Linked DNA regions of Ovis aries: region 1 is linked to region 2. The links are chromatin contacts, called in public Hi-C maps. All regions are on one chromosome and are shown on one strand. Each heading gives the region's core, a stretch centred on a gene start, on an enhancer-like site or on the middle of the called end of the contact. The rest is flanking DNA. Distances are from core to core; before and after follow the strand shown.

Region 1 (6,285 bases), core at 1,216-3,715, 490 kb before region 2:
CAAGTATTCTTGCCTGGAAAATCCCACAGGCAGAGCCTGGCAGCCCACAGGTCATGAGTTCGCAAAGAGTCAGACAAAGCTTAGCGACTAAACACCAACAAATTAACCTAATATCTCTTTTTAGATTGCCTACTTCATGGAGAACTCACACCAGTCACTGCACGTAAGCAGTACCAAAAAAACCCCATGGTTTCCAATAAATGAAATCTATAGATGTCAGCAAGTGTCAGTGGGTCCCTGAAAGAATGTGCTGGAACATGAGTAGGTTTTGAGATTTGTGGTGTTCTTTAGGCTCAGGGCTTCCCTGGTGGCTCAGTTGGTAAAGAATCCACCCGCAATGCGGGAGACCTGGGTTCGATCCCTGGGTTGGGAAGATCCCCTGGAGAAGGGAAAGGCTAACCACTCTAGTATTCTGACCTGGAGAATTCCATGGACTGAAAAGTCCATGGGGTCACCAAGTCAGACATGACTGAGTGACTTTCACTTCACTTTCACTTTCTTTAAGCTCAAGTGAGTACCTTCTTTCTGCAAGATTTAAATAATATATAATGTTATCCCCTCTACCCGCAAGGTTTTTCAACTGTATGATTGTTCTTCTGACACAAATGTATCAGACTCTCCCAAATCTCCACTCAAAAAATATTTAATGAAAAGACCTTGTTTCTAAAGAGTTTTAAGTTCTGCAGCTATTATCCATGGGGTCACTGAGGGGGGAAAAAAGAAAAAAACCATGGAGAATACAATGTTCTCAAGTGGGAACGTTTTAAACCTCACCTGAAAACGATAAACATAATACTTTACATTTTTGTAGTCATTTAGAGTTGGAAATATGTATGCACCTCTAGCATACTGTTTTACTCTCCAAATTAGTTTTGTAAATAGAGAAAGGCACTGGATTATTCAACAACTGTCCATTGCCTGCTAAGCGCTCTGAAGGGATGATCCACAATACACAGGGCAATCCAAAGAAGATTCGACTTTCCTTGGGAAGATAAGACATAAATAGAAGTAAATACAATAAATTGTAGCCTGCCAGGCTCCTCTGTCCACAGAACTCTCTAGGCAAGAATATTGGAGTCGGTAGCCATTCCTTTCTCCAGAGGCTCTTCTTGACTCAGGGACCAAACCCAGGTCTCTTGCATTGCAGGCAGATTCTTTACTGTTTGAGCCACCAGGGAAGAATACAATAAATGTAGTATATAAATATCTCCTGTAATAGAGAAATAGAGGGACAAAGGCAAGCTGAGAATTATGTTCCATACTATGCCAGGAAATGTCCATGAATTATCTCTTAATACCCTCCTAACTCTATAGTAGCAATCTTCTGGACAATTTATGGACAAGGAAATCCAGGCTCCCAGAATCTAAGTTCTTTGTCTCAGGAAGCTAAGTGCTCATCATGAGCTCTGGACAAGAAATTTCTGGCAGTCAGGACATCAAACAAGGCTCCTGACTCATCAGTCATTACCTGCCCTTCTCCTGCTAGGTCAGAATGGTTTTGGAAAAAATGCAGTATTAGCACATCTCCTTTTTTTTTCCCTCTTAACACTGTACTGGTGTCCATCAGGCCTTGCCCTCAGGGCAGGTAAGGAACTTGTCATCCCCCCTTGGTGAAGGAGGTTGTTTGCTTTTCTTAGCTGACTTCGTTGAATACGAGAATCACCTCTGGGTTTGGCTTCTGAAGTTAGACTACCAGACTGAGTGCCCAGGAGGTTCTTGGACGTTGAGTCCACAGTCTCAGGGATGATGGAGACGTTTTGCTTGTGAAGAAACCAAGGTTCAGGCAGCGGAAATCACCTGACCAGGGTGATACAGTCTGATGTTGGTAGACACGGTACTAGAACCAGGTCTCCGGACTCCAGCCCAGTGCCTCCCAGGATATAATTAATTAACCCCCGTGTTACTTTGGAATCTTTTATCTGCTTGCCTCTACCGTCATTTGAGTTGGGGATGTCATTCCAATCAACAGCCTTCTCTCTTCAAAAACACAAAAGTGGATAAGGGGAGGGGGGGGGGGGGAGAAAAAGTATGTTTTCGGCCTATGAAGGTGACTGATTCATTTCACCATCATTCATCCGATGCCCGCTCGGTGCCAGATACTGGGCATCCAGGGTACAGCAAAGACGGCTTCCAAAGATCGAAAATGGGTCTCTCCCAAGACCGGGCAGACTCCGGGCCTTGGCTGCCTCCTCTCGGATTGGTCTCCCGGAGGCCCGCCAACCACCCCTCACCCCCCCAGCCTCCCCGCCCCGCAACTGCCAGCTCCTGCAGGTTCCCACGTCCCCAGCACCCAGCGCAATGCCAAGCCCCAAGCTGGCGCGAACCAGCAGGACGAACACTCAATATACCGGTGCCGAGCTCTCCCGGGCTCCCGCGAGGCACGCCCCCAGTCACCAAGGCAACCGGGGCGGTGCTGACCCTTGACCCCGGGGCCCCGCCCGGCCCCGCCCGGCCCCGCCCCGTCGCATTCTCGAGACCGACATGGAGAAGGCGAACCCGGAAGTGCCGGCGCCGCCCGCTCGGTGCTAGGAGCCGCCGGCCCGGCGAGGTCGAGCCGCGCGCCCACCGCCCTGCAGCCCGCCGCCCGCCGCCCCGCGGTCCTCTCGCGCCGAGGCAGCCGGGGCCCCCCTCCCCAGGTCTCACTCCACTCCCGCCCCCCCACCACACCCCGCCCCGGGCGATCGGCCCCCGCCCCCACGCCCGCACGAGAGGAGGAGCCGAGGCGCGGGGGAGGAGGAGGGAGAGGTTTGCTAGAGGGAGCGAGGCCGCGCGAGCCGGCGGCGGTTCGTATTACCGGGGTCGGGAGGAGGAGCCCGGCTGGGCCCGCGCGGACTCGCGCAGGGCGAGCGGGAGGCGCGGAGGAGGCGGGAGGCCGGCGGCCCGGTTGCGAGGAGGCCGGCGGGAGGCCGGGGGCTGAGAATTAGGGCGTGGGGGCGCACTCCTTTCCTCCGCCGCCCTCCGCCGGGGCCTTGGCCGCCGGGCCTCCGGTGCCCGGCAGGCCCGGGAGCCGCCCGCCGCTGCCGAGGGCCCGTCCCGGGGCGAGGCGGGGGGGCGGCGGAGCGTGGAGGTGCGGACGCGAGGCCTGGACGGCGCGGCCAGGTGATGCTGGGCCCCTGTGCTTCTCCAGAGGAAAGGGGACCCCTTCCCACCACCAGCACCGCAGAACAGCCGTGCCCCCGGGCTGCCCCAGCCAGGCGTTTGGACCTCAGCCCTAGAGGGAGTCGGGCAGCTGTGAGTTTGCCTGCCTCCGTTAAGTGCCCTTAGGATGCAGTGATCAAGGCATCAGGCTCTCCCTGCGGGAGGGGCTCTTCCTGCGCTGGTGAACTCGGTGCAGAGAAAAAGGACAGAATGATGCTCTCCGAGCAAGCCCAAAAGTGGTTTCCGACCCATGTGCAGGTCACCGTGCTCCAAGCCAAAGATCTTAAGCCAAAAGGCAAAAGTGGCACCAATGACACATACACTATAATTCAGCTGGGAAAGGAAAAGTACTCCACCTCTGTAGCTGAGAAAACCCTTGAGCCAGTCTGGAAGGAAGAGGCCTCTTTTGAGCTACCTGGGCTGCTAATGCAGGGGAATCCAGAGAAATACATCCTTTTCCTCATAGTTATGCACAGGTCCCTGGTGGGTCTGGATAAGTTTTTAGGGCAGGTGGCCATCAATCTCAATGACATCTTTGAGGACAAACAAAGAAGGAAAACAGAGTAAGTTATGTAATTTATTTTGAATTGGGGGGGGAGCTTAGCTATTATCTGAATGGATTTTCTGTTCTTGGAAATTATTTGTCTACTTGGGGCATTGGTTTTTGGACTGAAATATGACCCAGTTTTAAGCACCATATTTGCATAAATCTGAAGTAAAAATAGCCCCTGTTAAGACACATTTTTTTTTTTTAGGTGAAGTCTTTAATGATCCATTACTCTCGTTTGAGGTGAACCTCTTCAATAATTGAATATTTTGCGCAGGATTTTAAGTAAATTAACATTGTTTCACTACTTATAAGAGGACTGGGCCGCAGTGTTGTTGATCAATTTAAATTATTACAATTTTTAAACATTACAATTTTCAGAAAATGGAACATCAGAAAAGTAAATCTGCCAATATGCCCTTTTCTATATATATATATATATATTTAAATTTATTTTGTAGTTGAACTCTGAAGCTGTCAAGTGGTGAATTACCCAATTTAGAACTCAATATTTTATTTCAGCATTGTAAACAGAGTTGGCTTTTATTTTAGCTCAGATTTCAGGGTCAGTACATCGTGGTGGAGTTTAAAGATATTAAAAGAAAAAAGTTTTAAAAGTATGTATAGACATCCTCATTCTTGAACATAGTTACTTCAAAGTTAGTTCTGCAAAGCCAGTGTGTTTAGACTGTATTAAATGCTATCAGATTGGAAACTGATTAAATTCTTGTGATGAAATGACATATTCAGTAAAAACATGGACTTTTTAATATGACTTCCAAACTTGGGTTAGATATATTCTAACTTAAAAAAACCATAATATAAGTTAAAACTAGGATATTATTGCTTAAATTGAAAAATAGTATGTTTTCTGAGAGAGTGATACCCCTTTCTTAAACTTATAATTACTCTAGTCTGAAAGAATGTTTGAAGTGGATGGAATTAATGGTAGAAAAATATAGGTTGAATTTATAAGGGGATGTCACATTTCAAAAATAGCTTTGCTGTTATAACTGATATTTATTTATGCTTTTAAAAACTTTCTTGAAGATCATGTTATTTTCTTATATTTTAAAACAACCATGTCATGTTTTTTCTATACCTACCTTCCTGCAGACTTATCTTGATTGAAATTTTTACTTTCATTGAGAAAATGTTTTTTAATCAGGTCTTTACCTAAGGACCTAAAGGTTTAATATATGTAAGGTAAAGGGTAGAGAGATAAGTAATACTAGGAATGCCAGAGGAAACTGAAGAGATGAAAATATTTTAGAAGGAGAGAAAATGGTTTAAATAAAGTGTAAAGTTGAATATATATCAGTGATTTTAATAATACTGGTTGATACCTATGAAGTAGCATTCAGTTACCTCTGAGGAGTTCTTCATCAAATTTAAACTGAAAAATGGATAATCCCTGACTAATTTATTGCAAATTGCCAATTTTGGATGACCTTACTAAATAATATTTAGAAGTGTTTTGAATGTAAACTTTTTAAGTTTATTGCATCTTCAAATTTGATACTGCATTTACAGTACTTTTAACGTTAATGAATGATATACTGCAGGCCTTCTCTGAAATATAAATGTTCCAAATGAAAGTAGGCCCGACTGTGAACCCAGGGATTCTGAAGATGGAATACACTTTTAAAGTTTCTTCTTGTTTTACTCCTTATCTTTGGCAGCATCACAGTTACAATAAATTTGGCTGTAAGCAATACTCTAATATCGTTGTCTCCCTACAGAAATTCTCTATTGGCTACTAAAAAAGAACGGATTAGGACTTTTGGGGAGGAAAATGCGTTTAAATGTTATCAACAGCGCTTGTGATGTTGTTGCATTCAAAGTGATTTTCAGGTTATTAAATCCCTAATATTTTCTTTGTGGATAAATGGAGACCACATATTTGATGAGATCTCTTTATTTGTAATATTTCTAGTTTTTAATATAGTTAATAGCTTCCTTCTGCAGCACAACTATACATACGGCCCAGTAAGAGACAGACTTGAGCTACCGGTGTATTGCAAGAAAGATATTTAATATTCTGCACATTGCTGAGCCTTGTCAGCAGATTCCCAAGTGCTTTTTAGAAAATGGGTATGGGTGATGAAGGCGACCAGCTGATTTGGAAGTCCCATGGAACTGCTGGGTGTGACACTTTCTGCTCTTGACACTAAAGACAAGTATTTACAGCTTGTCTTCCATGATAAGCAAAGAAGTGTGGTGGCTAAAAGTATCATTTGATTTATTTTTATACCTTGAAATTAAAAGCTTTTTTCCTTCTTTCAAGGAGAGGGATAAAGGGCCTGAGCCAGAACACTTTGATGAGTGGGACCTGGAAAGAGAACTTTTCCGTATCTCCCGTTTTAATGGGCATCTGGGCTGGTTCGGGCACAAGATTTAAGAAAACAGTACAGTACTTAATAATAGAATGGTAAATTGTTTATGCTATTATGTTGTATCGATTGATTTTTTTTTTTTAACAGCAGAAGTGGGCGATGTTGATTTTTTGTTTGTTTGTTTTTAATGCTCATGAACAGTAATAACCATCCGAGCCCCTAAGTTAGGTATGACTCAAACATATGCAGGTTTTAGGACTTGTG
Region 2 (6,986 bases), core at 323-2,822:
ACAAAAACAAAAATCAGTCCGAACCTGCCTTCCCGCCGCGGCGGCGAGGCGCCGGAATTGAGCAGGTCACCGCGAGAGTGCCGAGCCTCGGAGAGGTTCCTACCCGCGCGGGTTCCCGCCCCTCCCCAGCCTCCGAAATAAGCAGGATAAAACAACCTCCCCCCAGACTTTCCTCCGGGGCCGTAAGGGTCTCTTCGCTGCCGGAAGAGGGTCAGAGACCGAGGCGTCGCGGGTCTAGGAGGCAGGGGCGCGGAGTGGGTGGCGAACACGCAGTGGAAGGCGAACATGGGGCCGGGCCCTGCCCGCACCCCTCGGAGCCAGGACGGCGAGAGCATAGCCGAGGAGACGGAGAGCCTGGGCACCCCGCGGGCCATGGATTCCTCGGCGGCCAGCCCTCGGAGCAGGCTGAGACAGCCCGCCTTGAGAGCTTTCGGAGGCAACTCTTCTGCGTCCCTCACTAAAGGGTCAAGAGGCCTCAGGCCAGCCCCCAAACCGGCCGCAGCTCGGAGACTGGGGAAGAACACCATGCCCGACTCCTCGCCGCCCAGTTTCCAGACGCAGCGCGCCGGCGGTCGAGCCGGAAAAACCTCCATCCAGGCCTCGCCGGGCGCCCACCCGGAGCAGGCCAAGGGCAGCGTGGGATGCAGCGCTCCGCGGCCCCGCGACGTGGCACGTACCTTGGAAGCGGTGGCCCAGATATCGATAGCGATGGATGAGCCAGGGGTAGAAGGTGGACGGGTCCCGCTGCTGCGAGGCGAAGAGGGGGTGTGGCGAGTGCGAGGAGGGCAGGGGGTGGGCGGCCAGGGCATGCGGCGGCGGCACCGGGTGCACTGGCACAGCCGGGTTGGGCGGGTGCGAGACCGCCTCGGCGAACACCAAGTCCGGGTTGGAGTAGACGCCCCTGCCGGCGGCAGCGGCGGCGGCCGAGTGGAAGCCGTTGAGGAACGGGTTTATGGGGCTGGAGTTGGCGTAGCTGAGCGCCGCGGGACGGATGGGATCCTCGGAGCGCGAGGCGGGCAGGGGACTGTCCTTGGCCACCAGTGACTCGATGGTGAAGCAGCGCTTGGGCGCCGGCTGGAACATGCTGCGCCAAGGAGCGGGCGCCCGGGGCTCCCGGCTCCCGGCGACCGCGGCGCGCTGCCTCCGCCGCCCGCTGCCCGCTGCCCGCGGCGAGAACGGACGAGAATTGGGGACTTGTTTGGTGGGGGTGGGGGGGGGGGGGGGGGGAGGAAAGGGAGAAAGAAAGGAAAGGAAAGGAAAAAGGAAAGGAGGGGGAGGGGGAGGGAGAGGCAACGCCGAGGATCCCGAGAATCTTGCACCAAACGCGCCCAACCTGGAGAGAGGGGGAGAAATCCTTCCAGAAGAATTTGCAGGCGTGGATTGGGGTAATTTTTTTTTTTTTTTTTGGCGAGATGGCGTGGGGGGGGGGGGGTCGAAGTTAGAGGCGGAGTGGGGGGGGTAGATTCTCGGGGGAGGCAAAAAAAAAAGTTTTCTCTCCTCTGCAAAAGGCGGGCAGGGCGCCCTAAGTCCAAGGACAATCCATGGAAGTGTTCGCTTCTTCACAAGTTGTGCAAACGATTTGTTAGTTCATGAGCCTAATTAGTGCGGGGATCACATAAACAGCTTCCTCCGAAGCCTGGTAAATGGCTTGATGATTGGTCGCTATTACTCGCCCTGAGGTGGAAGGGGGGAGACTCTTTAAAGTGCGTCAGAGGGAGGCGAGCGCCTGGGAACCCGGAGGCCTGGATCCGGGCCGAGAGTGGAACGGAGTCGCCGCCGTTGCTGCGGCCGTGCCTCCTGCGCCCGCCGGGCCGCCCGGCCTCTCCGCGCCGTCGCCCCGCGCCCCCAGCTCACTCGCTCCCGAGGCGCCGCAGCGGCTTCTTCTCCTCCTCTTTCGCCTCCTCTTCCTTCGCTTTTTCTCCTCCTCCTCCTCTTCCTCCTTCTCCTCCTCCAGTTCTCCCTCCTCCTCTTTCTCCACCTCCTCCCCCTCGGCCACCGCCTCCTCTCCACCACCATCACTCCCTCCGGGGCACCCCGGTCCCTGCAGAGTCCTCGGTCGGCGCCGCCTCCTCTGCGGCCCCCTGGACTCCCCAGCCTGCCGAGCCCGGGCTTGAGGGGACAGACGGACGCGCGGACGCTACAGATTGCTCGCGCCCAGCGCTTCCGCGCTGCTGCCCTCCCGCAGCCCCGCGTCTGGGGAGCTGGAATCGTCCCGGGAGCCCTCGAGGGTAAGCGGGCAGGGGTGGGTTCCCGGCGAGGGTTAACGGAGCTGTTCGGTCAGCGAAACTCCCGGCGATTTCCTAGGTGAGGAGGGAGCCTGGCGTGGAGGAGTACTGGGTCCTCCAACCGCGCGTAGCCTCGAGGTCTCAGGATCGCTGATCTCTCCATCCTTGACGCGCCTCGTTCTTTTCCAAGTTGAGACCGGAGTGGATGAACCTGCCGGGACGGTGGGCGCTTCCAACTTCCCCACAGGGTCTCGATTTTCCTTTCCGGAAAGGGGCTCATCTCCTTCCCCCAAACAGCTCCTTCTTCAACATCTGGGACTAGGGGTCCAAGGTCAAGGGAGAGGCTCATGTGCTGTTACTATTACTATTAGGTTGTCGTTGTTATTTTTGTCAATGTTGTTGTCATTATTGTTATTTATTGTCACTATTTTTATTATTATTCTGCCATCTGTCGTCCCAGGGGCGGGTTGCTGTGCAAACCCAGGGCTTACAGTTAGGGAGCGCAGATCGTTTCTCCAGTCCTAGGCCATGTCCGCATTTTCGAGCTTGCCTTCGGTTTTGGGATGATTTTAGGGCCGAGTTCCCTCGTCTCCATTGGCTCACGCAGCAGCATAATTATGATCACATCCCCCAGGCTGCTGGCGCTGCTCTCTGTTTATTGGTGGTTAAAGATCTATTATCTATTCATCAGCCGCCTCTTTTTTTCTCTCTTTTTTTTCTTTTTGCCAATTACATTCTTCTAAAGTGAAGTACCAGCAGGTATTTTGCACGTTTACAATCAATGATTAAAAAAAAAAAAACTGGCATCCTTTAAATCTCTTACTTGGCGGCCCATGTCATTTTGCTTAAGGACGAAGAAATGCCTGTGTTTGGTGATGAGGTTGCCGTGAGACTGAAAAAATGTCGATTGGGAGGGGAAGAAGAGGGAAGTCCTGTAAGTCAGGCTGCACTGCCCCTAGATTCATCAGTCATAGGTCCCCAGGTCTGGGAACGTGTTCCCCTGCCTTGCCAGCTATCTGCTCCCTGTCCTGGGGTCACCCTTGATCCTCTGTGGATTCATCTGCTGTGTATTTATGTTCATGTCAATTTCTCTTTATTCCAGGTATAGTCTGTATTGGGGGTGCAGTGAGAGGAGGGTCCAAACACTCCTTTTAGACAACACTCTAGGCGAGAGAGGGGTTAGGAGTGTGTTTTCTGGGGTTGTCCGGGCACCTGGCCTTAGGGAGGACCCAGCAGAGATCAGGTGCTGCCTCCTCCCAACCTTCCCAGGGCACATACACACATTCACACATGGGACAGTCTTGGGCCTCAGCTTTGTGTTCATGTCCCAAGAAGCCTGCCCCTGCCTCAGACTTCAGCTCTCTGATGGCAGCTATGGGCAATGCTCTTGGCTGAGTTTTCACCCTTAGCAGTTTCTCTCCACCTTGCTTTGTGGCATCCCCCACCCCCCCCCCCATCCTTTCCCACAGGCCCAAGGAAAGAGGGTGCTGGATCCAGCCTTTTGGGGTGAGGTGCATTTTGAATACTATCTCCCTGGGTCCTAAACCACAGACCACCAAAAATATCATCTCCAGTTCAGAAAACCTTCCTTCACTTAGGCTGTAGGGACACAAGCCCCATTGTGCCCAGGCCAACAGAGAGCCTGAAGCCACAAGGAAAACTGGAAGTCTTTGGGCTGCACTAGCCAGCCAGTCTGGGGTAGAAGTAGAGGTCAGCCTTCTGTTCCCAGAAAGAAGCACCCAGTTTAGGTGGGTTGTAGATCCCCGATCCTGGAGTCGATGGGAGAGGACCCCATTCTCCATAGAAACATCTCCAGGAGGGCTGGAGGTTCAGATTCACCTGCAGACCAGACCTGTCAAACTCGGCCTTAGGCTCCAAATGGAAACTGGGGGTACTAAAAGCCCCACCCTGTCTGCAGGCAGGGAATGGCCATTCGTTGCACAGTCAATATTAGTGATCTTAGCTGAAAGGAATAAAAGGACACGATCTTGAAGGCCAAGGGCCTCCACTCAGTGTCTGGGCGGAGGGGTGAAGCCATCTCTTCTAAACTCTCAGGCTGAGCACTCAAGTGTTACTGGTACAACCTTAAACGCTTTCCCCTGCTTTGGTCAAGATGTGTCCAGAAGGTGTCCTAACAAAGTGAGTGGTCTGGGGCCCAGACCCCAGCCTCCCTCCCAAAGTAGGACCAGTTGGCCAGGGCACAGGGCCCAGGATTCTCCCAGCCTACAACAAGAGACAGACCACTGGCCTCTTGCAAACTGCCCTGAAGGGGTCTGGCTTTACCCCCAGAGGGCTCTAGTTATCGGCAGGTGGATGAGGCTGAGAGAATCTCCTATCGGCCTTCTTGGAGGCAGAAGGACAAACCAGTTCCTCTGCCCCTGTTTGCTGCTGGCCCCACGCCTTTCCTGGGCCCTGGTGAGGAAGAAGCGGGTTTCCAGTGAGTGAGGGGCCTCACTCCAAAGTCCTGGAAGGGGAGAGTAATCTATGCTAATTCATGCACCAGGACCAAGAGCTCGGAAGAGTTGGCGCTGCTGGCCTCGACATGCAGGGGAATTAACTAGGAGAGTAACTCATTAACCAGGCTGGCGGTGGAGGTGCATCAAGTCGCTGGGCACCCTAGTCTGTCTGGACCCGGAGCCTAAGCTGCCCCTAGACTCCGCTCCCTGGACCCAGCAGCTGCAGTTCTCTTTACTGTGGCTTCCGAAGCCTTGCAGAATTCGGCCTCTCTTTGTTCCTCACCCTTCCTGGAAAGGTGGGTGTTGGCTTAAGTACCAGTGCGAGCAGTGGAGAGTGTTGTGGCGGGGGTGGTTCGGAGGCTCTTCCCTTCCACAGCCCCAGCCACTGAGGGTTGAGCTCAGTAGATTTAGGAGGCTACACTGTGCAGGTAGCTGATCTGGCAGGCACAGGATGAAAGTTCAAGTCACTGATCTGTCACTTACTCACTGAGCGATCTTAGGCAACACCACCACCTCTCCCAAACTCCATTTTGTCATCTGTTAAAATCACGACCAATGCTGCCTGCAAGGCTGTGGAGGGAGTGATAGAACCCCTCTACCTCCTGATCATGGCAGGCAGTTATACATCTGTGTGTGTGTGTTTTAAAAACTCAGAATTGTGTACAACAAAGGGTGAGTTTTACTGTATGTAAATTACACCTTAGTAAACCTGCCCCCACCCCCGGCCCTCCCAAAGCCAGACCTGGATGATCTTAGGCAAAGTTATATCTTGGCTCTTGAGACTGCTCAATGATAAACCTAACTGGTCATTCAGGATAAGCCCAGCAAAGTGCTTAGTGTCTAGCATGTAATGAATGAGCTGTAATAAAGGTAGTCCCTGTCTTTGATATTGCTATTATCAAAGCAAGGCTCCCCTCCAAGGCTTCTCACTGGGCTTCAAGACTGAACAATAAAGTTGTACAAACATAAGCTACTGCTCACCTCATGCTCCTGACATGTTCCCCTCCACCTTCTCCTAAAGGCCAGGGCTTCTTTAAGGGGATGCTGGGGGTGAGAGAGGCTTGCATTCTTGGCTAGGGAGACATCAAAGGGCAGCGATTTCTGGTCCTCTCTCCCATACCATCTGCTCTGAGTTTCCCAGCAGACCCCCTACATTTGGAGGAGCAAACAGCAGTGCTTTTCCCTCCTCCGGCTCCTGCCAGGCCTGTTTGACAACCGGGGTGGATGCATAGCTTCCTGCAACCCAGGATGGACGCCAGGTGCTGCCTGGGCCACTACCTGTGTGACTTTCACCTTGTTGAGCCTCGGTTTTCTTTCTGAAAAGGAAATATAGGATTATTATTATTAGTTGTTTGAGAGGAGTAAGTGAGCTAATGCTTGGCACAGTTGTTGTTCAGTCGCCAAGTCCTGTCTGTCTGACTCTCTGCGACCCCATGGACTGCAGCACTCCAGGCTTCTCTGTCCATCACCATCTCCCTGAGTTTGCTCAGACTCATGTCCATTGAGTCAGTGATGCCATCCAACCATCTCATCCTTTGTCGCCCCCTTCTCCTCTTGCCCTCAATTGTCCCCAGCATCGAGGTCTTTTTTTTTTTTTTTTAACCGTTTATCAAATGTTAATGTCAGGCGATGGCTTTGTACGTGTGGCACTCCGCTAAACGCGGCAGTTAGGAGCCTCCAGGTGAGCGGTACCAGCGGTACCGTGAGGCTGCACTGTGGGCCCGCCTAGCAGCGCGGGAAGCGCGGACGTCGATGGAGGGGAAGCCGCTTCCCGGGACCAAGGCATGGGAAAGGTGTCCGGGATGGGGAGATCCTTGGGACCCGGCTAAGAATTCCTCCAACCCACTGTGATTCCCAGCCACCTGGCCTCTCCAAATGCGTAGGACGGCGGTGGGACAACGAAGAGAACAATTAATATCCTAAAAACATTTCTTTAAATTGTTACTACGGCAAATCCCTTTCTGCGGTCCTCCCTTGAGGCCGCTCGCTGGGCTGGCGCAGCGGCCTGGGGCGGGTATCCGCGTGCGCGCAGCGGCGCCTAGTGGCGAGGGCCTGGGCGCTAGCCGCATCCCCGCCGGCGGCTGAGCCCCTGTGTGCCCCACTGCCAAGACCTTCCTGCGACCGCAGCCTGAGCCGGAAGAGAACGTCAAAGTTGGCTCAGAGAAAGAGAGGGCAGCTTGGAAATCCGTCTCTCCTCCCTCCATCAGCTCGCCGCTTCGACGTTCACCACCCACGCTTGAATTCCAGCTCCACCCCAGTGGGGCTTCTTTCGGAAGGATGCGAAGAAGAGAGAGCCGGTAGTGCT

The links. A called contact is a pair of places that touch in the nucleus more often than the background predicts.
Region 1: a contact with region 2 is called in a Hi-C map of tail adipose tissue, with 3 times the contacts expected there. The contact joins the promoter of RAB11FIP2 here to the promoter of EMX2 in region 2. A contact is called at or near these places in 2 of 16 Hi-C or Micro-C datasets (skin fibroblasts and tail adipose tissue).

Annotation. Positions count from the first base shown.
Region 1 is chr22:37,843,020-37,849,304 of ARS-UI_Ramb_v3.0, reverse strand. It overlaps RAB11FIP2 (RAB11 family interacting protein 2), which reads left to right and starts at 2,465. Exons shown (of 5, transcript XM_042238914.2): 1 at 2,465-3,701; 2 at 5,973-6,116. The coding sequence starts at 3,349.
Region 2 is chr22:37,356,321-37,363,306 of ARS-UI_Ramb_v3.0, reverse strand. It overlaps EMX2 (empty spiracles homeobox 2), which reads right to left and starts at 1,572. Exons shown (of 3, transcript XM_027960327.3): 1 at 678-1,572. The coding sequence starts at 1,083. LOC121817669 (a long non-coding RNA gene) reads left to right here and starts at 1,729. Exons shown (of 5, transcript XR_009598052.1): 1 at 1,729-2,228.